Regions from separate parts of the Mus musculus genome. Here all the other regions are linked to region 4. A link is a contact called in public HiChIP or PLAC-seq and promoter capture Hi-C data. All regions are on one chromosome and are shown on one strand. Each heading gives the region's core, a stretch centred on a gene start, on an enhancer-like site or on the middle of the called end of the contact. The rest is flanking DNA. Distances are from core to core; before and after follow the strand shown. Region 1 holds the start of Tmem151b (transmembrane protein 151B). Region 2 holds the start of Foxp4 (forkhead box P4). Region 3 holds the start of Spats1 (spermatogenesis associated, serine-rich 1). Region 4 holds the start of Tbcc (tubulin-specific chaperone C).

Region 1 (7,116 bases), core at 149-2,648, 1.3 Mb after region 4:
CTCAAGGTCATCCCCTGCTCCAAAGGAACTTCTGGAATTGGGAATTGAAGCTAGTTCTTCCCAAATGCTAGACAAGTGTTCTGTCACTGAGCTATCACCCCAACCTACTACCTAACACCCTTTTTTTTTTTTTTTTTTTTGGACAGTGTTTTGGTATCTAGTCCAGGCTGGCCTTAAGTATTGATCCTCTTGTCTCAGATGTGTGTCACTTCCCTTCACAAAGAGAAAGCTCTGAAGTCTAGGAGTCATCCTGTGGGTGCTGGCAGGTGGTTCCGTAAGCACTCACTTGTCCTCCTCATGCCTTGGTCTCCTCCGGGTAAGGAAGAACAGTTACTGTCTGACAAAGACCCCAGTAACACAGTGGGTTGGCACAGTGACTATTCACACCCAGAACAACCATTGCCCGGTCTTTATCACAATCTATTATAATGACTGGTTTGCATGTCTTCTCCTCAACTAGGCTGTGCCTTTTGAAGGTAGGAAATTGCATTTTATTTCTATACATGACATACAGTAGGTGCCGAGTACTTGTTTACTTATGGATACACCAGGAATGCACGCAGGCAGAACACTGCCAGTCTCTTGTGTGTCTTAGTCAACGCAGGGAAAAGCAGCAGTGGGTGGGCAGCATACAGGGCCTGGCTACTGGCAGTCACTCAGCTTGCTGTGGTCTGTGACTTGACCTCCCTACCTCGGCAGACTAGTGGACTTTTTCATTGTACCCGGGAGGAACAGAACAAGGGCTTAGAGAGAGAAAGTGTTTGTCTAAGGCCACACAACTTATGGCAGGGCCAGAATTAAGAGTTAGGACTCAGGTGTCCTTTACACCCCCCCCCCCCCCCCCCGTTCTAGAGAACTGGATGCACTTGATCGCTTTTCTGGGGCTGCTCTTGGGAAGGAGGGAGAGCCTCCCTGCGGCTCCTCTCTCTGCCCTCCAGTAGTCCTTTCTTGGATTTAGCTTCAGCGCCTCTAGAGTCCGGCTTCTGCCTTAACCCTTTACCATACAAATTAGGAATAAGGGTCTTCCCTAAAATGTCCAGACTCATTCTCTTCTCCCCAGCCTTCAGCTTCAAGGACTTGTGGGACCAGAGATGGGAGACCGACGCTGCTTGATCCTCCCGCTCGCCAGGGCCCTTCTAAGAGGACAGCTGGAGAGGAGTTGAGGCTGAGATCTTCCCAGAAGGGGCAGGCGGAAGGAAGATGCGGTGAACAGGGCCGAGAGACAGAAAGGGTGCGGGGAGCCCCTGTTGCTTCTCCCCTTTAGCGGTGTGGTGGTGGTGGTTATTAGGAAGGCTTGGGGGAGGCGGAGTTTGGGGGGCTGGGGGCGGGGCTCTGATGCACTGGGAGGAAGAGGGGGGGCGCGCTGGCTCCAGCTCGGCTCAGACAAAAGGCGGCGGCGGGAGCGGGCGGGAGGCGGAGCGGCGCCGCGAGGGCCTCAAGGTGACACCCGCCCCCGGCCCCGGCCCCCCCAGCCCGGCCCCTTCAGTCCGCCCTCCCACCCATCCCCCCATCTCCAGCCTCCCCCGTGCCCTTTCTAGGCCCCCTCCCCCCGGCGGGGGGTGGGGAGCAGAGAGGGCCCCGCCCCTCGCGCCCCCTCCTCAGGACCAGCGCAGGATGCCCCCGGCCCCTGGCAGCCCCCCGGGAGGTCCTGAGCTCAACGCGCCCCCTCTACGCCATGTCCCCCCCTGGCTCGGCCGCGGGAGAGAGCGCCGGCGGCGGCGGCGGCGGTGGCGGCTCCGGGGTCCCAGAGGAGCCCATGGCATCGGCGGACGAGGGCCCCGCCCGAGAGGAGGTGAGAGCCGGCGGTCCCCGGTTCCCCCGTACAACCGCGACCTGGCCCCCATCCCCCGCACCTCGCGCGGTCCCCGCCGGTTCCGCCGCAGAGCGGCCGGCGCCCCGCACCCCGAGCCGGCCGCTGCAGCCGCAGTCCAGCAGCATTGCCCCGACCTGGCTGCCCGCGCAGTCCGCTGTGGCTAGGAAGGGGCCGTGTCGGGGGCGGGGCTCACGGGGGTCCGGGGCAGGGGGAGGGGCCCTGGGCGGAGCCTCGCAGACCCCCGGCTTAGCAGAGAAGGGCTAGGCCATCCCCCAGGTGAGGATGGTGGGCGGCATCCCACCTTGAAGGCCGGGAGGGAGGACTGGGAGTGCTCGGAGGCAAGAAGAGTGCCTTGGGGGAAGTGATGTTGTCACCCTAGCTGGGATCATAGGAAGATCAGACGGGTACAAAGGCCATACCCCCTGGTGTCACTGAGAGTGTGTGTGTGTGTGTGTGTGTGTGTGTGTGTGTGTAAGGGGGCTGCTGCTCACCTCTCTCTCTTAATGCCTGATGCTCCCCCTAGGGGGCACTAAGCTTAAGAATTTCTGAGTCAGTACTGTGCGGTACCTTGCTAGGGTCCTACTTTTAGTCTTTTGAAACCAGGAGACAAAGAAACTAAGGGAAGTAGAAACTCTAAGTTCCAGCCTTGCATCCACACTGGTGCACACCGTGCATATTGCACGGAGGCAGGAGGAGAGTGGGGATGGACGTGTGGGTAGCCCCTTTCGGTTGTACTCACATTGGGACAAGCACATGACCAGGCGGGCACACAGGTGCACCTATACACTCGGCTTCCAAAGGCACAGCTCCTGAAAGGCTGTCCTCTTACTGCCTTGCAGGTACCTGCTCTGTGTTGTTTCCTGTTCTTCTTAACTATGCCCAGAAATCTAGGGCCTCTGCTGTTAACTTGGTTAAAACACTTGGTTTCTACTGCCTTATCTCTCTCTTTCTGACTGGTCCCAAGGCCAGGCATGAAGAATTAAAGGGGCCAGTCAGAACTGCATCAGAAGGTTGTGTGTGTGTGTGTCTTTGTGTGTGTGTGTGTCTTTGTGTGTGCGTGTATACACACATGTGTGCAACAATGCAAAAAGAGTGGAAGACAGGTTATTTGAGCAATCAAACTCAATCTTTATTGATTATGTGCCTGCTGGGTGTCACTTAGGCAAAGAGAATGAGACATGAGCCCTGCCCTCAGGAGCGCTCCATCTGGTGGAGAACTAGACATGTAAACAACTCAGAAGGTACCAAGTGCTTTTAACAGAATGGCCCTGGGAGAGGATCAAACATTTGTGACAAATGCCTGAGAGCTTTCAATGTCTTCCTTACCTATGGTTCATACCCCCATCTCCTCTGCCAAGGGGCCCCATTCCCTCTTTCCCATCCTAGAATAGAGAGGAAGAATGTGTGCTCACCAGGAAGGGGTGTGTGTGTGTGTGAATAGTAGGGAGACTCACAGAAGGACACAGAGGAGGTGGGAAGGATGAGACTGACCTGGAAGCGTTAGATTGTCTGTGAGGGAGAGAGAGGTGCGTGAGCTAACGGAGAATGGCTCCTCTTGCAACCCAGGACTGGCAATATCTACAAGAGGTCAGGGCCCCACCTGTTAAGAGGGGAGATGATGTCAGTGGGTCCCTCCTTACTCTCCTGGGACCTCTGGAAAGGGTCTGGGCTGAGGACTTACCTTTGCTAATGCCTGTTTGTCTATTCCTTTTTTTTCCCATCCACCCTTTCTCTTGTTTCATCGCCATCTTTGTGTCTGCCTTTGGAACTCTTTCTGGATACCATTCTATCCATCTGGGCCTCCACTTCTGATCTCTCTCCGCCTCTTGTGGTGTCTCTCTCTGTACTTTCCCATGTTGGCATTCTGGTCACCCTTTTCTCGTGGTTCTGTGTGGGACCCTTCTGTGTTTATCTCGGGTTGCTGGTTCCCATCTCTGTCTCTTCCCGATACATTCCTGTCTGCCACCCCGGTGCTGGTCTACTGTCTCTCCATCTCTGTTCACCTCTGTGCTGGCTCCCGCCTCCTCACCTTGGCATGCCCTCCCTTCTCATCCGAGCAGCAGCGGCCCATCCAGCCCTCTTTCACCAAATCTCTCTGCCGGGAGTCTCACTGGAAGTGCCTCCTGCTCTCCCTGCTCATGTACGGCTGCCTGGGGGCAGTGGCCTGGTGCCACGTCACCACAGTGACGCGCCTCACCTTCAGCAGCGCCTACCAGGGCAATAGCCTCATGTACCACGACAGCCCCTGCTCCAACGGCTACGTCTACATCCCCCTGGCCTTCCTGCTGATGCTCTACGCGGTCTACCTGGTGGAGTGTTGGCACTGCCAAGCCCGCCACGAGCTGCAGCACCGTGTGGATGTGAGTAGCGTTCAGGAGCGCGTGGGCCGCATGCAGCAGGCCACCCCTTGCATCTGGTGGAAGGCCATCAGTTATCACTACGTCCGACGAACTCGACAGGTCACCCGATACCGCAATGGAGATGCCTATACTACTACCCAGGTGAGGGGCTGTGGGGGAGCACAGGCTGTTCAAGACGAAGGAGGTTTCTCCTATTGCCTGCCTTTCTCTCTGCCCGTGAGGGAGCAGGAGACAGCAGTGAGCCCCTCTGGGTATCCAGTAATAACAACAAACACCAACAGAACCTAGCTTCAGGCACGTACAGGCTTAAAACGGTTTATTTAATTCTTACAGCAAACCTATGAAGTAGGTGTATCCCCCCATTTTATTTTAAGGAGCAAACGAATGTGTAGTGGTAAAAACCAACCAACCAAACAACCAACCAACCAAACAAACAAACAAAAAACAAAAAACAAAAAACAAAAAAACAAAACCACCCAAAACCTGTTCAAGGTCAAATAGTAGGTAAGGAGATGGGACTTAAACTCAGCTGGCTGGCTCCTGGATGGAGTCTGTTTAGTGTTTTGTGTCTGCAGATGACCTCATCTGTATATGCTCACCTGTTCAGTAAAGTAATTATTACCAAGTACTTATTCTCAGCTAAGGAGACCTCAGCTCAGACTTGCCTGAGGGTACTTCTACTTGGCAGAGGTAGATGTAAAGTCAGGTTTCTGGGTCTCAGGCCAAGACTCTTAGAGGAGGTGTTTGTGCGTGGTACAGGGTTTTCAGGGCAATCACCACTTACGGGTTTAATAAACCCACTGGGGCTGGGAGAGGGAGGGGGCGGAGATAATGATGATGGTGGTGGTGGAGGAAATGATTTCAGTTATAAGGACTTCTGTCTGTGTTGGGATGAGTAGACAAAAGCTGCAGTCTGCTCCCCTTGCGACTCCAACTTCCTCCTGCAGGTCTACCACGAGCGGGTCAACACACACGTGGCGGAGGCCGAGTTCGACTATGCGCGCTGTGGCGTCCGGGATGTGTCCAAGACGCTGGTGGGGCTGGAGGGCGCGCCGGCCACGCGGCTGCGCTTCACCAAGTGCTTCAGCTTCGCCAGCGTGGAGGCTGAGAACGCGTACCTGTGCCAGCGCGCGCGCTTCTTCGCCGAGAACGAGGGCTTGGATGACTACATGGAGGCGCGAGAGGGCATGCATCTCAAGAACGTGGACTTTCGCGAGTTCATGGTGGCTTTCCCCGACCCGGCTCGGCCGCCCTGGTACGCCTGCTCGTCGGCCTTCTGGGCGGCAGCCCTGCTCACGCTGTCCTGGCCGCTGCGCGTGCTGGCCGAGTACCGCACGGCGTATGCGCACTATCACGTGGAAAAGCTCTTTGGTCTGGAGGGACCGGGCTCGGCCAGTAGCGTGGGCGGCGGCCTGAGTCCCAGCGACGAGCTGCTGCCCCCGCTCACACATCGTCTGCCGCGGGTCAACACGGTGGACAGCACGGAACTCGAGTGGCACATCCGTTCTAATCAGCAGCTGGTACCCAGCTACTCGGAGGTGTTGCTTATGGACCTGGTCGAGCTGGGCTCACGCTGCGGCGGGCCAGGGGGTAGCTACGTGCCCAGGTGTCGCTACGGAGGGGTTGGTGGCCCGGGCGCGGCGGGCGTGACCCCGCACTGGCGGAGCTGCGAGCACTGTCAGCGAGCGGTCAGCAGCTCGTCCATCTTCTCGCGCAGCGCGCTGAGTATCTGCGCCAGCCCGCGGGCTGCCCAGGGCCCTGGAGCGAGCGCGGGGTGTGGGGGCAGCCGCTTCTCGCTCAGCCGCCTCTACGGCTCCCGGCGCAGCTGCCTGTGGCGCAGCCGGAGCGGGAGTGTCAACGAGGCGAGCTGCCCCACGGAGCAGACGCGTCTGTCGAGCCAGGCCAGCATGCGGGACAACGAGGAGGACGAGGACGAGGAGGAGGCCGGGCCACCGCCGCCCTACCAGGACGCCCTCTGCTTCCCTGTCCTCATCGTCCATCGGCAGGAGGGGTGTCTGGGCCACAGCCACCGGTCACTGCACCGCCATGGCTCCTGCGTGGAGACCTCACTGTGACCTCCTGCCTTTGGAGGGAGCCTGCGCCGCCGTTCTCCTTCCTGCCTCTCCTTGTGTTGTGCTCCCTGTGTGTAGCAGGGGAAGGCAGGATGGTGGCTAAGGCCAGGCAGGGTATGAGGGAAGGCAGGAGGTGAGGGGCACTCTCAGACAAGACCTCAGTGATCTGAGACTGCTTCCCTGTACACAGACAGAGGCTGGGAGATTGGCAGCTCTCTTAAGAATCCCATCCACCTGGGCAGAGGTGTTTCTCTCCCAGTCCTCACCGAGTTCCAGCAGGGGGGTACACCCCCTTTCCCATGCACACTCGAGATTTCCCTTCCAGGCTTTCATCGAGTCTTGACTGTTAGTATGTTGTGGGACCCGTTTCTGGCCTCCCAACCAAGGGAGCCATCATGGTGGGTACCAAGAAAGGCAAAGCACTTGGGGCTTTTTTTTTTTTTTTTTTTTGCCCTGGCTCCCCGTGGAGATGGGCGGTGGTTTGGTGAAGAGCAGCAGAGTTGGCTTCCAGCCAGCAACTGTGTTCCCGGGTCTGAGGGTGGGGCCAGATGGCAGCCCAGTATTCATCTCCATACCTTGAAAGAGTTCTGGCCTCTCGGCGCTGCCTCCCGCCGCCGCTGGGAAAGCCACACTCAGCACTGTTGTTTGTTTCACTTGAGCCCCAGAGGTCCGGTCCTGGAGGGACTTTTCCTCACACCAATGACGTCACTCACCTCGGGGCTTACCGGCTCTGAAGAGCTGTTGTCAGGGTGCAGGGCAAGGGAAGGGAGGCTGGGAGGGCTCCGCAGGCCTTTTCTGGAAAAGACTCAGTCTCCGGTCCATCAGCTGCTTCCTCCCCTAGGTTCTGGGTAGGTGCTTCCGTCAGGGAGGC
Region 2 (6,911 bases), core at 4,247-6,746, 1.0 Mb before region 4:
GCAAACACCCAGAGTCTAACTGTCCATCAGTGACAGGGAAGCGGGAAAGACACAGACATAAATACAGCGGAATGGTATCGGAGACTCTGACATGTCGGAGAGATTCAGATGTATCGCAGGCTAGTCTTGAATTTGCTGTCAGGACTTTAAATCCTTCAGCCTCTGCTTCCAGTGTGCTGGGGATAAAGATGGGCCAGAGAGGAGGCAGTTGTGAGCACATGATGTTCTTTCAGAGAGTAAGATTTGGGTTCCAAGCAACCAAACCAGGTGGCTCACAACAACCTGTAACTCTAGCTTCTGGGACTCACCCTCTTCTGGACTCCTCAGGCACCCAACACACTTGTGTGTGTAACACACACACACATATATACATTTTTAAAAAAATCTTTCAGAAACTAGTAGAGACTGGCTCAGCCTTTAGGAGCACCTCTTGCAGAGAACCTGGGTTCAGTTCCCAGCACCCACAGCGAGTCTCACAACCATCTGTAACTCCAGTTTTAGGGACCGGATCTGACGCCCTCTTCTGGCCTCCTTGGGCACTGCACTTATGTGGTACACATATATAGATGCAGGCAAAACGCTCCTACACACACACACACACACACACACACACACACACACACAATCTAGAAAGATAAAATGATTGAAAACTTTTAAGGAGAAAAAAAAAAGATAAGTTCCCTTGCAGCCTGATGAATTGAAACAAAGTATCTGGGTGTGTTCGGAGTGTGGGATTAGATACACTGTTTCTAAATGCATACTCACCATTGTGGCCTCTAAAGTGATCTCAGACCTCCTGCCAGAAGCAATTCCCTCTATTGGCCAGCTCAGGCTCTGGAAAGTCTGTTTCCCAGCTCAAAAGAGACTTGATAGCAAGCACCTCCTCGCTTTGTGATCCTAAGCAAGTTACCCCACCTCTGAGAGCCATCTTTGCTTGTAGAATGGAACAAGAGCCCTGCAGATGGCCTAGTACACTCTAGAATGTCCTAACTGACAGCTCTTATAATTTGGCCCTTCTGAGGTTACCTTAAGAAAACTGGGGCGGGGCTGGCGAGATGGCTCAATGGGTAAGAGCACCCGACTGCTCTTCCGAAGGTTCGGAGTTCAAATCCCAGCAACCACATGGTGGCTCACAACCATCCATAATGAGATCTGATGCCCTCTTCTGGAGTGTCTGAAGACAGCTACAGTGTACTTACATATAACCAATAAATAAATCTAAAAAAAAATTAAAAAAAAAAAAAAAGAAAAAAGAAAACTGGGGCTCGGCCAGGCAGTGGTGGCATACACCTTTAATCCCAGCACTTGGGAGACAGAGGAAGGCAGATTTCTGAGTTCGAGGCCAGCCTGGTCTACAGAGTGAGTTCCAGGACAGCCAGGGCTACTCAGAGAAACCCTGTCTCAAAAAGGAGAGAGAGACAGAGAGACAGAGACAGAGACAGAGAGAGAGAGACAGAGAGAGAGAGAGAGAGAGAAAAGAGGGAGGGAGGGAGGGAGGGAGGGAGGGAGGGAGGGAGGGAGGAAGAAAGAAAGAAATTAAGAAAGAAAGAAAGAAAGAAAGAAAGAAAAAGAAAGAGAGAGAGAGAGAGAGAGAGAGAAAGAAAGAAAGAAAGAAAGAAAGTAAGTAAACTGGACTTCGAACCAAACAGGCGTGCTGGTGAGCCAGGTGTATTGGTGCATGCCTTTAATCCCAGCACTCTCGAAGCACAGGCAGGTGGATCTCTGTGAGTCTGAGGTTAGCCTTGTCTACAAAGCAAGTCCAGGACAGCCAGGGCTATTGTAGGAGAAATCCAGCCTTGAAAAACAAACAAACAAACAAACAAAAGAGAGGGAGGGAGGGAGGGAGGGAGGGAGGGAGGGAGGGAGGGAGGGAGGGAGGGAGGGAAAAAGATAAGGAAACCAGGTCTCACAAAAGAAAAACTAAGTGTTTAAGGAAAACACTTTGGGCACAAGTCAGTAAGCTTTGCACAAGTGTTCTTCACGCTCTCTGCCTTAGGAAGGCATCCTTTCAATCTTGTGACTGAAGGGAGGGAGGCTGAAAACTATCATCTGTCCAGGGCAAATGTCTGTAGGTGCCTAGGATGTCATTCAACCTAAGACTGCCTGACTCCACCCTCATGGTCCTGACTTTGGCCTCTGTCTTCCAGTCGGGCCTGCAGGTATGGGACTTGTGGGGAGGGGACCGCCTGGGCTTCTGCTCTTGCCTTGCATGCTGGGATAGGAGGAGTCACAGTGAGGCCCTTGGGGAACTTAGGATTTGTACTGGCTAGTTTTGTGTCAACTTGACACAGCTGGAGTTATCACAGAGAAAGGAGCTTCAGTTGAGGAAATGCCTCCATGAGATCCAACTGTAAGGCATTTTCTCAATTAGTGATCAAGGGGGAAAGGCCCCTTGTGGGTGGGACCATCTCTGGGCTGGTAGTCTTGGGTTCTATAAGAGAGCAGGCTGAGCAAGCCAGGGGAAGCAAGCCAGTAAAGAATATCCCTCCATGGCCTCTGCATCAGCTCCTGCTTCCTGACCTGCTTGAGTTCCAGTCCTGACTTCCTTTGGTGATGAACAGCAATGTGGAAAGTGTAAGCTGAATAAACCCTTTCCTCCCCAACTTGCTTCTTGGTCATGATATTTGTGCAGGAATAGAAACCCTGTCTAAGACAGGATTCCTGTGGGGGAACCCCTCCAAACTGACACAAACTGAGAGAAAGGACTCTGAACTGGCTACTGTGACCAAGACATTGTCTGTTCTGTTACCTTCTTTCAAGAGGTCTGTTTTCTCCCCTGAATTGCCTCAATTAGGACAAGATGGGGTCTTCTGACTCCCTTGGGCTTCCCACTCTGACTCGCAAATTCCACAGTCCCGCAGGGGACTGAGTAGGCCTGAGTAGAGGGGTAAACTGAAACGAAAGAAAAAAAAAAGCAAAAGTTATTTTCCCAGCATGCCCTGTGGGAGCAAGGAAGGAACTGTTGTGGCAAAGTAAGGGGGCAGAGTTCTGTGACGGCGCACACCTGCCTTCTCTGTCCTAGTCAGTCTCTCATTGCTACTTTCCCCTTAGCCCCTGTTGTAGACAAGATGGGAAGAAAACTTTGGAGCAGGGTCACTAGCCCAAGGGTCCCTGGTTGTCTGTACACCATGATGCCACTCAGCTGCCTCTCCACACAAGGCAATACAAAGACCCTCCGGTTCAAGAGCTCCAGAATAAAACCCTGTCCGAGACAAACTGCTCCGGTTGGAACTGCTCCATCCAGCTAGGGTGTAAACTTCGACATGGCAAGTGTCCTTTTGGCCTCAGTTTCCTCCTAGATAAAGCAGAGCTAACAAAAGATCTTCCCTGTGGAATAATCATGAAGATTCAAGAGCCAGCATACCTGCCAGGAGGTAAGATTGACATGGTAGCTACTATCTAGTCCTTGACTTTGGTTGTTTGTTTTGGATTAAAAGATGTTTTAAAAACAAAAAAAAAATAACAATTTATTTTATGTGTGTGCATGCATGCGCAGAAGTCAGATAATACTTTCTTTTTTTATTAAGAATTATTTATTTATTCTATGAGTCCACTGTTGCTGTCTTCAGACACACCAGAAGAGGGCATCGGATCCCATTACAGATGGTTGTGAGCCATGTGGTTGCTGGGAATTGAACTCAGGACCTCTGGAAGAGCAGCCAGTGCTCTTAACCGCCCAAGAGAATACTTTCAAGATGTGGGTCCCAGGGTCCAACTTTAGGGAATTGATAGGTGTCTCTATCCATTGAGCAATCTGACCAGCACTGGTTTGGATTTTTGAAACCGGGCCTCTTGTAGCCCAAGCTGGCCTGGAACCCCATCTGTCGTTAAAGATGACCTTGAACTGCTGAACCTTCTGCCCTTACCACCCAAGAGCTGGCCACTACACCTACTGTCATTTGAGTTTCATTTCTACTGGACCGGTCACCATGCAGTCCAAATAAAAGAGCTGGGCTGTGGGCGTGGCTAGGTGGGAGAGCTTGTGTTTAGCACTTCCGGAGGCGATTTGCTCAACGCATCCCGCAACGCAAATACCTAAACAAGCTGCACAGCAGCCCTATCCAGCTTGACATCTGTGTGTCTCCAAATTTCAGCAGGGTCTATGTTTGCCCTCTTTGTGTCTGTCCACTTGCGCAAACAGAGATGCTTCAGAGCTGGGTTGTAACTACCACCTTTCAGCTCCTGGCCCACGGAAAAGGGGCAGAATAGGTGAGCAGAAATTGCTTAAGCTGTTATCTCAGAAACCCGTTTTTGTTGTTGTTGTTGTGTTTTTTTTTTTTTTAAGAGTTTTCTCCAAAATATGTTATCCCCAGGAAACCAGGCCCAGTCCTTACCCAGTTCATCCTCCATGGGGTCTGCCTGCCCTTGGTCACCTGCCTCAAGGTAACCCGAAGCCAACAGGGTCTCCCAGAGTCACTGCCTTCCTGTGCTCAACCCATAACTTCTCTGGGCAGGGTGGGCCAAACACGGAGGGTCCCTGAGGCGTGCCCCTCACCTCTTCACACACCCGAAAGGGAAGATGTTTGGGTAGAGAGTGGGAGGATTTTTTTTCTCTCTCTCTCAGTTCTCCACCAGTCTGAGCCTGGCTCCTGCTACCCAATTTAGTCCTCCCCCTCGGAACCTGGGCCTTTCCGTGCCCGGACTTCCCCCTCCCAACCCAAACACACACCAGCGTCCCCAACCCCACCCCCACCCCCATCCTCACGGTCCCCCTGGGCACAAGCGGTATTCAGGGACGCCAAGTTTTGTTTACAATCTAATTTGTTCAGATAATTGCCTCGACTTTGCTCTGTGCTTGGCCCGCGTGGATCCAGCCTGAAGCCCTTTCTCCATCGGTTCTCACAGCACTTTATAGGAAATTCCCCTTTGCAGACCGAGGCGGCAGCGCGTGCGCGCCGGGATGGGAGAAAAGACTGTTCACAAAGCCCAGAAAGAGCCTCCCCAGCCCCAGCCCCCACACAGTGGGGAGTCAGAGGGAGGCGCGGCAGGGCCCGCGCTGGACGTCGGCTTCGGACTGGGGGGGGGGGGGTCCTGACCACTCCCCGCGCCAGGCGCAGCCCGCCCGAAACCAGTGAACCGTGTGCCAGCAGGACTTGGCCGTACCTCCAGGTTCCAGGAAAAGGCCAGAGTTAATAAAGCCTCCCATCGGATGGGTCCCCAGTCCACTGTGAAACTCTACGGCCTATCGACTTTGGCAGATCGGTAGCCCCACGTCCCCATTTTTTCCTTCCCCAAAGTTTGGTCCACGTGGTCCTCTTCGGCTTGCCGCTGGCCGCCTCTCAGGGGGAAAAGTGGCTGCACCTGCTTTAGGCGAATTATGGTAGCACTAGAAGTTAGTCTCCCCTCCCTCCGCCGCTCGCTCGTTCGCTCCCTCCTCCCTGTCGCTCGGCGCGCTCCCTCCTTCCCTCCACCCCTCCGGTCCCCCCGCCCGGTGTGCCCCGCCCGCGCGCCGATCGCTCGCAGCCACTCGCAGCCGGGGCTCAGTCGCAGCCCCTCGGAGTCCGGAGCCGGTCGCCCCTACGGACCGGACAGTGCCACCAGCTGCCGGGACGGAGCCCCCCAACACGCGATCAGGGCGCGGCGCAGGCGGCCGCGGCGCGGCGGGGAGGAGCCCGGGCCGGAACCAGGGCTGGGCCGGGGGCGGGGACGCCGGGGTCCCGGAGCCCCGGAGCCGGAGCGAGCTCAGGAGCGTCGCCGGAGCCCGGGGAAGGACGATCGGAAGCTGGAGAGAGCCAAGCCATCCTCCAAAGTGCGATGCCCCCAAGGGGCTAAGGCGCGCGGCGATCGGCGCTAGAAAGATCGCTTCGGAGCGCAGGGGCAGCCCCGGCGAGTGGCGGCGGGCCCGGGCTGCGACCCGAGCGAGCCCCATGCCCCGTGCGGGCTGACGGGCCGGAGCCCGCACTGAGCGGCCGGGCCGGACAGGTAGGTGGCCGATTCAGGGACCCCAGGGATCCGGGTGGGGGCTGGGCCGGGGACTCGTCCAACTCCCTAGCTCGCTCACTCTCTCGCCTGCTCCCCGGCTCACTTTGTGTTTGCAAACTGCCCGCCCGAGGCGCGTCGGCCGCCGGAGGAGCCCGGCCCCGGGCCGGAGCACTTTGTTCCAGCTGGGCCGGCCGCGGAGCACTGACCCTGGTGAGTTGAGAGACCCTGCCCCCGGCCCGGGCCCCCAGCCGATCGGAGCTGTCTGGGGAACAGGTGGGGGCTGAGGCGCGGGGCTGGGGGGCAGCGGGAAGCTGGCCGGGGCGGAGGGGGGGCGGCTTGGAGAAGCCACTGAGGCCCGCCCTGCCCCAAGAATCTGGGCTCCGCCCCCTCCTGGCCTCGCTGCTGGGAATGGGGTGTTAGGGGGCGCGACCCCCCCTCCCGGAGTGAGACAAAGAATACTTCCCGGCCCGGACTTTCCTGAGCCGGGAAGGGAAGTGGTGAACTGGGATCCCCCCAAGTCCAGTCTGCACGGGACTCCCCAGGACAAACAGAAAGACTTGAGTCTGTGTGTGTGTGTTGGTGTGTGTGTTGGGGGGGGCAACAATCTCAAACACCTCATCGCCTTGGTTTGTGGAGGTCACACTTCGAAAGTGCTGAGACTAGTCAACCTCCCCCCCCACTCCCGCATCTCTTAATCAGATCTGAGATAAAGCGGAAAACTTCTTGGGGACTTGAGAGAGACTGGTAATGGCCCCTGTGATTTATTTATTTATTTATTTATTTATTTATTTACGTGCGCCGGAGCTGATCGGTGGGGAACTAATCTAGTGGATACCCTCCTCATTCGGACAGAGCTCCTGCGGGGTAGTGTGAGGTTTGAGAGTGAGGGAATAAGGTAACGGAGAGTGGGCCCAAGGCCACCAGAGATGAAGCTGCCGGAGTGAGCAGTGGAGTCCATTCCCCCAGACTGAAGACTCTGGTGACTCGTG
Region 3 (6,320 bases), core at 2,190-4,689, 1.4 Mb after region 4:
TCTGATATCTTTCTCCTCGGTGGCCCGGCCGGCTGCTTTTCTCTTATCCCCAGACACCTAATTCTTACTTCTGCCCCAGCTTCTCTCAAAAAGGGGATGGGATAGCAGGGGGTGTGGGAAAACAGAGAACACCATCTGTCTTGTGTTTTGTCTGTCTGTCTGTCCCTGTAGTCTCCCCCTCCCGCCCTGTTCTGTGACTGCCAGGGTCTCAGCTCTGCATGTGGTCCACAGCTCCTGCTTCTCTACCTCACCTGGAACCAAACTCCAGGTCACTGAACTGAGGAAAGCTGGGCCCCATAGAATAGAGGTCAGGGATGCAGGCTCAAGTCCAGTCTCTCTGTTTCTGATCAGATGGCAGGAGCTCCGTAGGAATCACTGAACAACGAGGCCAAGATCTTCCAGTCCTGGCAAACTGAGCCGAGTGGCCAAGCCCAGAGGTCTAGAGTTCTAAAGCTTTTAGAAGCCAGAGACTCACGGCTCTCGAGTTGGAGGTTTAACTTTAACATCAGCGGCTCTGACTGCAGTGGTGGCAGACCAGAGCAAGCAGCAGCAGATGGCTTGCTCCTTTTAGGGTTACAGTTCTTGTACAGGCCGCAGGTACTGGGACCCTTCCTCGTGCAGCAACCAGTGCCATGGGCATTGTTTAGGATGTTGTTATCTTAGCTCTTCATGGTGGGTTCTGTTACAGTTCTCTGGAAACTTGGCCCCTATGGCTTGGCAGCTCTCAGGAACTCTTGGGTTTTCTTTCTTGGTCTTTTGCTATAATCTCCAGTGCTGCTTGCGCCGCCATTGCAATCTTTCTGTTACTAGCTGAGTCTACTCTACTAAGGGAGTTAGGCGAGAAGACCTGGGAAGCTGGCTCAGTCTGTAAAGAGTGTGGAAGCCTGGGTTTGATCTTCAGAACCCATCTTTAAAAGCTAGGAGAAATGTACCTTTAATCCCAGCACTAGGGAGGCAGAGATAAATGGCTTCCTGGGGTCTGCTGACTAGATAGGTAAACTATTCAGTAAGAGACCCTCTATCAAAAAATAGGGCAGAGAGTGATTGAAGAAAATGTTTGCCTTTGACCACCGTCTCCACATGTATGCACACACACACACATGCACACATGCATACACACACATATGCACGCGCACACACAGAGTATGAAAAGATCATTTTCTATTGGCCCTACCAACCACTCCAATCCCAAGACGGTGCACAGAAGCATGTCTCGTACCTACTATGCTATACAAAGGGAGCTTTGTGAACTCTGCTTATATAGCCAGGGGTGCCTGCACCAATCACAGCAGACTCTCATGCAAATGAAGGACTATGTTTGCTCTAGTGGCAGGCTTTCTGCTGGGCTGCCAGGAAAGTGTTCCTCTTCCGATCAGGGGCAAGATCATTTAGAGTTCCCTAGAGCTTTTGAAGACAATGAGTGCCATGCAAGCGGCTGGAAGCAGTCATAGGTGGGGTTGCGCCTCCAAGAGCCAGAGAGCTGCGGTTGTTGGGTTGGTGTGTAACTTCCTCAGAGCGTTCCAGTGCCTGCCACCAGCATAAGGGCAGTCCCCTGGCTGTTTGGATGCCAGTCCTATCAGGGCACTCAGGGTGCCTGGGAAAGATGTAACACCTGTCAACTGGGGAGTCAAGCCACTTAATCTCAGCACTCAGGACACAGAGGCAGGGACAGGCAAATCTGTGAGGTTGAGGCCAGTGTGGTCTACATAGAGAGTTCCAGGCTAGCTGCAGCTACACAGAGAGACCCTGACTCAATAAAATAAAAGTCAAGCCACTCTGGCCCCAATGTCTTAGCTTTTTATAAAGGAAAAAAAATCACATTAAAAGGGATGCTTACAACAGGATTTATCACTATATAAAGGCACTTCAGCTGCAATTAACAGCACTTTAACAATGCTTTGCTCCTGCCCCAGAGAGAGATGGTGTCTTCTAATCTGTCAGTGCCTTTAACCTGTTGCAGTCCCTGATAGGAATACTACTATTTTACAATTAAAATTAATCCTGTGAAACTGACAATATTCAGCTGTTTGATCCCACCAGTGGCCATTCTGACATTACCACCTTCTCATTTTCTTTCTTCCTGAGACAGTTTCTGTGTATAGTTCTGGCTGTCCTAGAACTCGCTCTGTAGATCAGGCTGGCCTTAAACTCACAGAGACCCACCTGCCTTTGCCTCCAGAGTGCTGGGATTAAAAGTGTGTGCCACCACTGTCCAGCTCTGGCTTCTTTTTTATAACCCCAGTGGCCGTCTCCTATTGGATGACTCCTCAGTTAGGGCGTGGCCTGGAGAGGATCTACTCCGTCTAAGCAATATTTGGCTAGCTCAGTTTCAAGATTTCTATACTCCTTCTGTTGTTTCTTTTGCAATCAATGCAATTACTAACAACAGAACCACTCTGTGGAGAGGGTTCAGTGGGTAACGTGCTTTCTGCACAAGCCGAGGACCTGAGTTCAAACCCCAGGACCTACTAAAAGCCATATGGCACATCTATAAGCTGGTGGGACAGAGATAGGTAGTTCCCTGGGACTCCTTGCTGTAACAGTGAACTCCGGGTTCAGCAAGAACCTTATTTCAAAAATGTAAGGCAGAGAGCAACGGAGGAAGACACCTGACATATACAAATGCATGGGCAAGTGAGTCCCTGATACATGTGCACGCACATGCATACAGCACACAAGTAAATATGAATAATTATATTAATTACTCTCTCTCTTTTCCTCCTCCTCCTCCTCCTTCTTTTTTTGTTTTTTTTTTTTTTTTTGAGACAGGGTTTCTCTGTGTAGCCCTGGCTGTCCTGGAACTCACTCTGTAGACCAGGCTGGCCTCAAACTCAGAAATCTGCCTGCCTCAGCCAGCCTCCCAAGTGCTGGGATTAAAGGCGTGTGCCACCACTGCCCAGCCCCCAAACCAGGTCTCAATATAAATTTAGAGACTAAGCTTGGGATGGGGGGCGTTTCTATGTGAGATTTATTAGGGAAAGGGTTAGAAAGATAAATTTCAGTCTATACCATGGAGAGAAAGATAGCTTTGTAAGGGTGGAACTTGGGAGTGAATCTGTTTTCTGGATGACCTTGAACGAGCCTTTGTTCAAAGTCAGTTTTCTATTTTGAAAAACGCAGCTGGCTGCTGAGGCAAGACAGCATCCAGCAGGGCGCCTGGCCCAGAAAAAGGAGCGGTAAGTGGTGGGTGAATCCTGTCTAATCAGGATGCCAATTCTACACCGACATCTGCAAGCTCTGTAGAGGGTGCACCGCACACGGCCACCCGAGGTGACAGAAGTAGCAATGACAGTTGTTGGAAAAGAGCCGCAAACTAAAACAAAATCCTGAGGTTCTGCAGCTCTGAGGTCTGAGACCTCCATCCTCAACCCAGGCCGGAGCGCCGGGTGCAGGAAGATAGGTGCGTCAAGAGTAGCGCGCCAGCTCGCGGGAAGTGGCGCGTTGTCCTGGCAACCCTGGACCGAGCCTTGCAGGCGGTGGTAGACGCCCTTGCTTTCGCTTTGCATCCTGGTATTTGGCAGTTCCGCTGCCAGTTGGTGCGTTGATCTGGGCCACATCCTCCATGGAGTCTTCCAAGGGTAGATGAAGGGCTTCCCCCAGGGAAGTAGGGTGGGACTCAGAGGTGGAAAGGAGACCCAAGGACGGGGCGGGGCGAGTACTTTCGGGAGCCCTGAGTCAGGAGGAGGAGGAGTGGGCAGGACATTCAAACCCGTGAACACCGCTAGGAGGTCCAGTGAGATTTAGGTTTTTCCCTTGCGCTGCCTCTTGAATTTCAATGACTTATGGGGTCTGTTGGTTTTGAATGATAGCCTTTCTAACAAGCACCTTTTGGGTCCGATTGCTTTTCACTGTGTGAACTGGTGAGCCCATGAATACTGGATATGGCAATCCCGTCCGCCAACTTCCCTCTGTCTCAAGAGCGGCCTGTACTAGAGAGCGGCAGAAGGTTCCAGAGAAAAGCGACTTGGGCATGACTAAGGTGGAAAAGAAATACAATTGAGTTCTGGGAAATCAAAAGGTTGGATGGGTGTATAAGCTTATGGAGAGAAAAGGTTTATTGGACTCATAGCTTTATAGGTTTTTTTTTTTTTTTTTTTTTTAAAGACTAAGCACTGCTACCTCATATGTAGCCCAGAGTAGCCCGGAATTCTCCATCTTTTGCTTCACAGGCCCCCGACATTCCAGGTGTGGCTCATGGTCAAGGTCCTGTTGCTTTGGCCCTCTGGTGGCATATCATAGTGGCAATCATCAAAGCGTCTCCCTCTTAGTCAAGAAATAATGACGAGTAAAAGGGATGGCTGTGGTCCCACTCTTTCACTCAGAGGCACCCCAACGACCCAAGACTTCTTATTTTTTTAAAGTTGTCTTTATTTTATTTATGTATGTTTTGCCTGCCTGTTTGTATGTATGTATACTGAGTTTGCGTCTGGTGCCTGCAGAAGGTAGAAGAGGGCGTTGGATACCCGGGAACTGGAGTTATGGATGGCTGTGAACCACCACGTGGTGCTGGGGATAGAAGTCCCGCCCCCCCCTGCAAGAGCATCAAGGGTTCTAACTCTCTCCACCTCCATGCCCTCTGACTTTTAAAACAGTCCCATCATCCCAACAGTATGACAGACTGGGAGCTAAATCTTTAAAACATGGGTTTTTGGAGAGCATTGCAGATCCAAGCTAAGGCAGATAGTTAGGGGCTACACACAATGAGCTCATGTCTACATTTGAGATCTGATCAGTCAGAGACTTCCATCAAAAAGAGGAGCTAAGCTGGCGCTTGCACACGTGCAGTGCTTGTGCAGGACAGGCAGGCACGAGGATCGCAGTGTTCAAGGTCATTCTCATGGTATACAGCAACTTTGAGGCCAGTCTCGCCTGCGTGAGACCCTGTCCCAACAACAAGACAAGGCAGAGATCTGACTGTGTGGTTGCCTGGAGCTTCTAACAGCAGGGAAGTATATTGTAAACGAGTAAAGGGAGCCAGGGGTTTGAGCTGCCTCGTGCTTTGTTTAATAAGCACAGAGTCTGGGCTTTGCCCTAGGGTCTGTCCATATCCATGTTTTTGCTTGCTCAGATATTAGTAGAAATGCGGCATTACTTATGAGATTGGGGCACTTCAGGTGGAACTGAGCACTCCAAGGCAGGTTTGTGCAGGCCCATGCTCTTACTCCATAACTGGCTCTTAAGGAAGAGGAGAAAGAATGGGAGCATGTTTCTCTTGAGGGTACAGAGTCCAGACGATGGTACAGTTCCCCCAAACCCTTCGGGGTGAATCCAGGCTCAGGCTGTCATGACTGCAGGTCAGTAAGTAGCCAGTGTACTGCAAAAGGGGCTGGAGAAGTCTCAGCCTTGTTCCCAGTCTCCTAGGTCCCAGGTCTTCTTTTTCTTTCTTTTGTGTATATATATATATAATGTATTTTCCTCAATTACATTTCCAATGCTATCCCAAAAGTCCCCCATACCCTCCCCCCCCCCACTCCCCTACCCACCCATTCCCACTTTTTGGCCCTGGCGTTCCCCTGTACTGGGGCATATAAAGTTTGCCTGTCCAATGGGCATCTCTTTCCAGTGATGGCCGACTAGGCCATCTTTTGATACATATGCAGCTAGAGACAAGAGCTCCGGGGTACTGGTTAGTTCATATTGTTGTTGCACCTACAGGGTTGCAGATCCCTTTAGCTCCTTGGGTAATTTCTCTAGCTCCTCCATTGGGGGCCCTGTGATCCATCCAATAGCTGACTGTGAGCATCCACTTATGTGTTTGCTAGGCCCCGGCCTAGTCTCACAAGAGACAGCTATATCAGGGTACTTTCAGCAAACGCTTGCTAGTGTATGCAATGGTGTCATCGTTTGGAGGCTGATTATGGGATGGATCCCTGGATATGGCAGTCTCTAGATGGTCCATCCTTTTGTCTCAGCTCCAAACTTTGTCTCTGTAACTCCTGGTCCCAGGTCTTCTTATGTGATTCTCCTTAATAACAGATGTAGGAGCGGTTCCATCCTTGGCTGTAAACTGGGCTGGAAGTAGCTGGAGGACCTCAGCCCATTAACTGCCCATCATGGCCAAGATAGCAAGGAGATAGCGTGGGAATTCCAGCTGTCCTCAGCCGCCATTCCTTCCCCATCTCATGTGGTTCATTTTAACCTAAACCTGCCACGTAGCTAAGGATGACCTTGTATTCTGGTCCTTCTGCCCCCACCTCCCAGGTGTGCGCCATCATGTCTGGCCCCATGCATGGTGCATGCTCGGGCTTGAACCCCAGAGCCTCATGTATGTTAGGCAAATGCTCCACCAACTGAGCTGCATTTCCAGTCCTGGGAACCTA
Region 4 (7,292 bases), core at 3,813-6,312:
GGCCATTCAAGCAGCCAACCCAGATGTATCTGGACAAGGGGTTCCGGATGCGGAGGCTGACTGCCTTAATTGTTCCCTGGGAAATTCCAGCCAACTCATGATGATGATGAAGTTATGCCAGGAAATATTTGAAGCAGGAAATGTTTTGGAGAAGCCTGAAGCTTTAGTAGTTAAGAGAATTGAATATATGCCGGGCGTGGTGGCCCACGCCTTTAATCCCAGCACTCGGGAGGCAGAGGCAGGTGGATTTCTGAGTTCGAAGCCAGCCTTGTCTACAGAGTGAGTTCCAGGACAGCCAGGGCTACACAGAGAAACCCTGTCTCGAAAAAAAAAAAGAGAATTGAATATGCCAAGGAAAGGGAACACTGGACCTGGGTCACTAAAGACAGGAATGTCCAGAGACTTCAAGGGACAAGATAGAAGAAATAGCTGGGTCTACTGGACCACTGAGCAATGGTGAAAGCCCCCATGAGGGGAGAGCTCTAATAATACAAAGCTTGATCCAGAAATATTATTGGGCAAAATTGGAAGATATACATATAATGACATAAAGGGGTGGGCAGAAGAGTTGGGACCTTGGTGGGGGGGCAGGGCTGTTGGATTAGTGAACTGACCTTCTTGGAGAGATGGGAACACACTGATCTGAGCCCCTGGTGTTGCCTGCCCAAGGAAACTAGGGTACCCATTCTAAGAGCTAGAATTCAGGCTTGTGAGGGAGCCCTGGGAGAAGCTGCAAGGGGAATTAATATTGCACATGGAAGAGTTTGAAAAGTAACATTTGGATGAGTTCAATAAATTGGAGGAAGAGATCCTACAAATTTAGGCAAGTTAAAAACATTAACGTCACCCTGACCTGCTAGCACTTTGTTCTTCCGCTAATGTTGTAACCACAAGCTTATGCCTGGATGACCTGTGATACGGGGGCTTTTCGGGGAGTTAAGAGTTAACGTCTAACTTGCTTTATAGAGACTGAATTGTGACTTTATGTGTGTGCTGTGCTTTTCGGTGACATAGTTACACGGGGGTTTTCAGGAAAAACAATGGGTCTGAGGAAAATAATGAAAAGGCTTTTGATTATGAATTATTACTTAACAAGGAAGTGTGTAGCCAATAAAAGACTGAGATGCACTCAGAGAGAGAAAACCGTGAAAGCTGCTTCTGAGCGCAGCTTCAGGACGAGTCACCCATCAGCTGGCACCTGCATCCTTGCCTGAGACTGATTTCATGCCAATTCAATCCTACCATTTTTTTTTTACTTATGCAGATATATGATTTTATTTACTTTTGTATATGTGTAAGAGAAAGGGGTCTTACTATATAGCCTATGTTGGTAGTACACGTATGTACCACCATACCTAGTTCATGTTTTCACTTTTAAAAATCTATATATCTTTCCAATTCCAGAAGGTGTTAATTCCATTTTCTTTGCTTTCACTGAGGAGTCATTCCTGTTAGATTTTCTTGCTCCATAAGCCTTTCTCAAAACTCTCGGTGACAGCCGCCATAATCCCATACCCCAGCACTCTGTATGTCTGACAGGACCATGTGGACAATGCCACGTTCTGCTGCCATCTCAAGCAATAGTTGGGCCCCTTGGACATGGCTGCAGCAGCCTCTGCATGCCTGTTCAAAGGCTTCTGTCTGGGCTTAGATATCTTCCGCGTGTTGTCTCTGTTGAGCTGTTCAGCGGCTTGCACCTCCCACTGAGGGTAACCCTCCTCGGTTATGTAAGTCCAACTTACTCCGCATCACAGTAGCAAATCTCCAATCCTACCATTTTTAAGACCCTCCAATGACTGAGGCTGGTCCTCGGCCACCACCGAGCCATCTCAGCCCCAGCACTCTAATTACTGACTCATTTTCTCCTTATTTTGGTTTTTCAAGATAAGATTTCTTTGTGTAAGAAACCCTGTCTCAGGCGGGCATGGTGGCACACGCCTTTAATCCCAGCACTTGGGAGGCAGAGGCAGGTGGATTTCTGAATTCGAAGCCAGCCTGGTCAACAGAGTGAGTTCCAGGACAGCCTGGGCTTCAAAGAGAAACCCTGTCTCAAAAACAAAAAAAGAAACCCTGTCTCAAAAAAAACAAAAGATTTCTCTGTGTAGCCCGGGATGTCCTAGAACTTGCTCTGTAGATCAGACTGACCTTGAATTCAGAGCTCTACCTGCCTCTGCCTCCCAAGTGCTGGGATTAAAGGCGTGTGTCACCACTGGCGGCTCCCAATATTTTTAACTTTTATTCTTGTTTTTTTTTTTCCCCCTAGTGATAATGGAGATCAAATGCCAGAATTAACCAACACCAGAATTTCTCTAAATGTAGTGAGTAGTTGCAGGGCCCTTAGCGTATGCTACTGGTGTGTTGCTTCCTGCAGTGATCAGCTGACTGACCGACTCTGACGAAAACACTGCTCCGTGCATCCCTCTCCTGTTGCTATCCTTTTAAGTAACTGACGTTTCTCCTTAGTAGATGCTGCACATCCTGAAACTATTAGCATTCCCTTCCACAGCTAGTGGGTAAGGGGAAGAAACTCTGGCTCTTTTCTGACTCAGGAACAGTGCTGTCGTCTGAGGCCACCCAGGCCCCTTCCTATACTTATTGACATCCTGTCAGTCCATTTTCCCAAGAAGCTACTGTAAGTCCTCTTCTGGAGACAGTATATATATATATATAGATATATCAAACATAAGGCATTAAAGGCATATTAAAACCTAAAACAGTCACGTCCTAAAATGAACTCCCAGGCTAGATACAGGGAGATACACCTGCAACCTCATTACTGAGGGACAGCCAAGTGTATCTTTGCGACAGCAAGTGCCAGAGTTGGGGCTACACAGTGAGACCACTCTCAAAAGCAAATCAAAGCAAAAAACGTAAATGCTGCAAGTAATACTGCTGGAGTGGTTTCTGGAGGGGAACAAGGCGGTAAGAGAGGGTGTTAGGGAACTTCACTCAGCACACTGACCTCTGGATGACCGCTAGCCGCATGGCTATGACGGGCAACTTAATGTGGCCTGTGCTTAGCTCTCTTCCCAGTTCAGTGCTATTGAGTGTGTTGTAGAGATGGGGCACCACGGGGAGTGAAGCCTCAGGCTCCAAATCCCAGCCTTCAGGAGGCTGAGTTCTGAGGCCAGCCTACAGAGTGAGTCCCAGGTTAACATGGGCTAGGATGGGGGCTCACCTTTAAAACAAACAAAAAAAAAACAAAACAAAACACAAAGATGAGTCCACACCTACTTTCCAATTCCAGCAGCACATCACATGAGCGGTGACCTGATGCCACCTGTTTTCTCACATGAACATGGTGAGAATAGAAATGGCCTTGTAGCTCTTGAGGGAAAAGAAACATGAGCAGGGTGTGGTGCAGATGCTTAGAGGTAGAGACAGGGGCATCTCTGTGAGTTCCAGTGGTGTATAGTGACCCCATGTCTCGACAAGGAAGACGGAGGGAGGGGAGCTGGCCACTTTAACCGTTTCAGTCTTACAGCTAGCTGGCTCCTACACCTCTTGGAGGCCATTCAAAACTTCAGCCCTAACACAACACTGGATTCCAGAGGTTCAGGAAGGAGTCTTCATAGCCTTGCTGAAAAAGACACAGAACAAACCTTTAGTGGGAGGAAAACAGCCGTTAATGGAGCTTTTATGGGCCTACTTCTTCCATTTAAACCGTCCGCTAATGGAATTCTCCGGACATCCTTATTATTTATTGAAGACCCACTTTATCACTCCCTGTGATCAACGGTAAGAACAGCAAATCCCTCAAAGCTCCTCCATTCTCCCCCTAATTCTTCACGCTGTCATACTCAAAGGGAGGCAGGGGAAGGCCAAACCAGCAAAAGTCTGTTACACTGCTATGAATTTAATAGGACTCACAGGAGGGGAGTTTCAACAATTTCTAACCCCTATCACCGCAAACATAAGACAATATCAGGTAAACCGAATGGGACATCACACTGAGTGTGGCCAGTGCTCAATCCCACTGGATGTCTCTCTCCTCTTCAGGAAGAATACTCCAGTTTGGGGAGGCCACGTTTCGGGCCAGCCAGTTGAAATCATCAACCTGGTCCCAGTTATTTTTGCTCCTATCTAAACCGGAGTCCTGGAAGTCCTTGTCGATCCCCGGGTAGCTCCAGGTGTAAGGGGCAAACTGGATGCCGCTGCAGTCCTCCACGATAGCCCTGCTGGTCACTTGCAAGAAGACGCGCGTGTCTTTGGTAGTGTGCACACGGAGCTGCTGGCAAGCCACAGCCAGGACGCAATCTCGACAATCCTCCAGAAACACAGAGGTGGTCACTGGGCCGCAGAGCACCTTGCAGCCGCGGGCCTTCGCAAGCCGCAAGGTGTTGGGATTGCCACACAGTTTGACAGTGCAGTTGGTCAGGTCGCTCAAAAGGACGTCGCGCTGGTGCAGCTCTTCAGCTCTCTTCTCCAGGTCTTGGGACTCCAGGTTGGAGAAGCCACAGGCCCAGCTGGCCCCGGGAGCTCCCTCCTCCTCCTTGGTCACCGGTGGAGAAGGGGCCGCCGAGGCGACGGGTGCGGCGTCTACCTGGGCGGTCCCCGCAGCATCCTTCTTCCGTGCCTTGAAGGCGAAGCGCTTCTTGGGCTGCAACTCCTGGCGACGTTCCGTTAGGACAGCCTGCAGCTGCGCCAACGCCGCCTGGCCCTGCCGCAGGTCGTAGGCGGCGAGGAAGAGCACCGAGTCGTTCAGGAGCTTCCGCAGGCCCTGGAGCCGGTTGGCCGCCTCTTCCAGCCGCTCCGCCGACGCCTCGCCCCGCAGCAGCTCCTCGACCGCTGCGCGCTCCCGGGCGAAGGCGGCGGCGAAGAAGCCGCTCTTCTCCTCCTCCACCTCCTGGTCCTGCCGCTTCTGCTTGCGTCTCTCCACCTCTATCTGCCTCTCCTGTTCGCGCCTCTGAAGTCGCTCGGGCACCAGGCTCAGGTCCCGCGGGGAGCCAGCGGCAGCGTCGGCCAGAGCCATGGAGCAGTCCACACCCTCCATCTTGACTCCAGGCTTCCTCCCCCGCCGCCTTGCCTCCGAGCGCTCGCTCTCCGCGCGAGGCCTCCCACCAACGCGCGCTGTGATTGGCCAGCTGCGGTGACGTCAGCTCCCTCCATATTCTCCTCGCCTATTGGTTTCTTCGCGTTGGAGGGGCGGGAAGGAGGGCGGGGCCGGCTGACAGGAGGGGGTGGGGAGACAAAGGTCCTGGTGGATGGGTGGGGTGGGAGGCAGTCGGGTGAAGCTTTTTTTTTTTTTTTTTTTTTCTTCTTAAAGGGGCAGGACTTATATCCGGGATTGTGGGGTGAGTTGCAGCAGCGGCAGCTGCACATGTGGGTTTGTTTATAAGAACAAGGTTAGAAACTCGCAGGCCTCCCCCTCCCCCCAGCTCCTCCCTGCTACCCCCTTACAGGCCGGAGATCTGCTGCAGGGTGGTGGGGAGGAATCTGTGCTTGTGGTGTTGTGGGGGACAGGTAGTGCGAGAAAGATGGAGGGGGGGGTTATTGCACCTCCCGGACCGCGTCGGAGGAAGCTGCAGCTGGAACAGCTGGCCAGGGAACCGCTTGCATGCCTCTGGGTTTTTTTCTTTCTTTCTCTCTCTCTCTTTTTTTTTCCCTTTCCCTTTTCCCTTCCATCACCTCTTTGCTCAGCCGGTCCCTGCCGCCCCGGTAACCCTCATCCTTCCTGCCCTCCCCCATCCACTGCAGCTCGGCGCGGCCTGGGGGCGTCTGGGTCCCCGTGGGCAGTTACTGGGGCGGGAAGAAAGCGCAAATCACCGCTATGGGAAAGACTGGGTTCCTCGCTGGAGCGGGCTCCGGGGTTCCTGGGGGAGTCTAAAAACAGATTATTTTTTTTAATGGCCAATTGCTGCAGTCGGAGGGGGGGCGGGGGAGGATGACATGCCACCCCCACCGTCTTGCTCCCTGACGCGGTGGCAGCCACTCCCTGCGCAGCTGGCAACCGCTGGCCGCGCGGGGCTAAGACCCTCAGCCGGAGCGCCTCGCTTCTCCCTATAGGGCCGGCGGTCTTTAGGAAGGCGATGGGGAAACGGTACATTATTTCTAGAGGTGGTGGGAGGGATTTGTCACCGGAAGTGAACGAGCCTAGCCTAAAGTCCAGACCAACCCGAGGTGCGAGTGGGCAGCCAAGACCGTGCAGTCCCTGGCAGAAGCCCAAGGCGGCGGCCGCCGAGGACTCGGGTGGCATCCTCGCGTGCTGCCTTCAGCCACCGTGCCTTCTGGACTCGGTGGCCCATACAGTTCTCGGTTTCAGCCCCATCTCCGCCCTTGTTGCCAACCTCCATTTTTGTTCTTTTAATTGGGATTTTTTTAACTGCCCAAAATACTCATTTGAAAATTTACCAATATGCCTGCGTTTTCCTGCAGATAAAGATGGGAGGAAACGAGAGCCATTCAATTAAGTTGGCATTAAGACTTGAGTTGCAAGCCTCACGTCCCATTTGCCTCCTTTCCTAACCATAAAAAAAAAAAAAAAATCCAAACCTCAAGCACAAAATCTTGATTGAAGAGAAAGCATTACACTACAGAATCAAAGACAAGTGTCACTGGGTGGCAAATTCTTTCCTAGGTGGAGGGTTGGAGTGGGAGATCACATGTTACTGTGTTCTTGTCTGTATACCTGCTGTAACAGAGCGCCGATGAGGGGGGCGGTCGGTGGTCACTTATGCAGGCTCCTTATTTTCGTCAGTTTTGTTTCCTGGGCAAGCTAGATGAGGCTCTTGTTTTCTACTTTTTGAAAGCACTTTTATTTCACAAAAGTATGAATTTTGGACTCTTGAAACACAGCTGATGACTTTGTTCAGGTCCCCGAAAGGAATGTAAGAGCCGCTTTCTTTCCTGAAAGATAGATTTTTTTTTTTTTAGATTTATTTATTTGTCTTTTATGTATATGAGTATTTCCTGTGCGGTCGATGCATGTGCTCCACGATGCAGTATGCGGTGTTTCTGGAGACCAGAAGAGGGCGTCAGATCACTGGAACTGGAGTAGACAGGTAGTTGTGGCTGCTCTGTGGGTGGAAGGAATTCAGGTCCTATAAAAGAGCATAGGTGCTAACCATCGAGCCGTCTCTCCAGATGAAAAATAGATTTAACCTATGGAGATTAAACGAAAACTGATTTGCTATAGGAAATAGCAACGACCCCTCATTGGCTTTGCTTTAGTTTCCCAGTATCGGAGCCTGCTCCATTCTAATTAAGAAAGTTTCAGGGCATCAGATGCATGCCTTTAATCCCAGCACGGAGTTCAAGGCTAACCTGGTCTACAGAGCTTGATCCAGGACAGT

What was found. Promoter capture Hi-C pulls out the DNA fragments that hold promoters and counts their contacts. HiChIP or PLAC-seq counts read pairs in DNA pulled down with a chosen protein or histone mark.
Region 1: a promoter capture Hi-C map of hippocampal neurons shows a contact between it and region 4, with 2.5 times the contacts expected there. The contact joins the promoter of Tmem151b here to the promoter of Tbcc in region 4. A contact is called at or near these places in 3 of 39 promoter capture datasets (the 3T3-L1 cell line, hippocampal neurons and liver) and 1 of 115 datasets of contacts at active chromatin or transcription factors (large pre-B cells).
Region 2: a contact with region 4 is called in a promoter capture Hi-C map of liver, with 2.6 times the contacts expected there. The contact joins the promoter of Foxp4 here to the promoter of Tbcc in region 4. A contact is called at or near these places in 2 of 39 promoter capture datasets (liver and pre-B cells).
Region 3: an H3K27ac HiChIP or PLAC-seq map of microglia shows a contact between it and region 4, with 6 times the contacts expected there. The contact joins the promoter of Spats1 here to the promoter of Tbcc in region 4. A contact is called at or near these places in 4 of 39 promoter capture datasets (the C10 cell line, hippocampal neurons, liver and 1 more) and 1 of 115 datasets of contacts at active chromatin or transcription factors (microglia).

The regions. Positions count from the first base shown.
Region 1 is chr17:45,543,959-45,551,074 of GRCm38.p6, reverse strand. It overlaps Tmem151b (transmembrane protein 151B), which reads left to right and starts at 1,398. Exons shown (of 3, transcript NM_001013749.2): 1 at 1,398-1,792; 2 at 3,874-4,314; 3 at 5,121-7,116. The coding sequence starts at 1,676. The coding sequence ends at 6,248.
Region 2 is chr17:47,923,217-47,930,127 of GRCm38.p6, reverse strand. Foxp4 (forkhead box P4) reads left to right here and starts at 5,496. Exons shown (of 17, transcript NM_001110825.1): 1 at 5,496-5,922. It overlaps Gm46601 (a long non-coding RNA gene), which reads left to right and starts at 3,289. Exons shown (of 3, transcript XR_003952247.1): 1 at 3,289-3,374; 2 at 4,095-4,209; 3 at 4,314-4,654.
Region 3 is chr17:45,472,057-45,478,376 of GRCm38.p6, reverse strand. It overlaps Spats1 (spermatogenesis associated, serine-rich 1), which reads left to right and starts at 3,439. Exons shown (of 8, transcript NM_027649.3): 1 at 3,439-3,578. The coding sequence starts at 3,563.
Region 4 is chr17:46,888,391-46,895,682 of GRCm38.p6, reverse strand. It overlaps Tbcc (tubulin-specific chaperone C), which reads right to left and starts at 5,062. Exons shown (of 1, transcript NM_178385.3): 1 at 3,220-5,062. The coding sequence starts at 4,993. The coding sequence ends at 3,968. It also overlaps a transcript of Bicral not described here.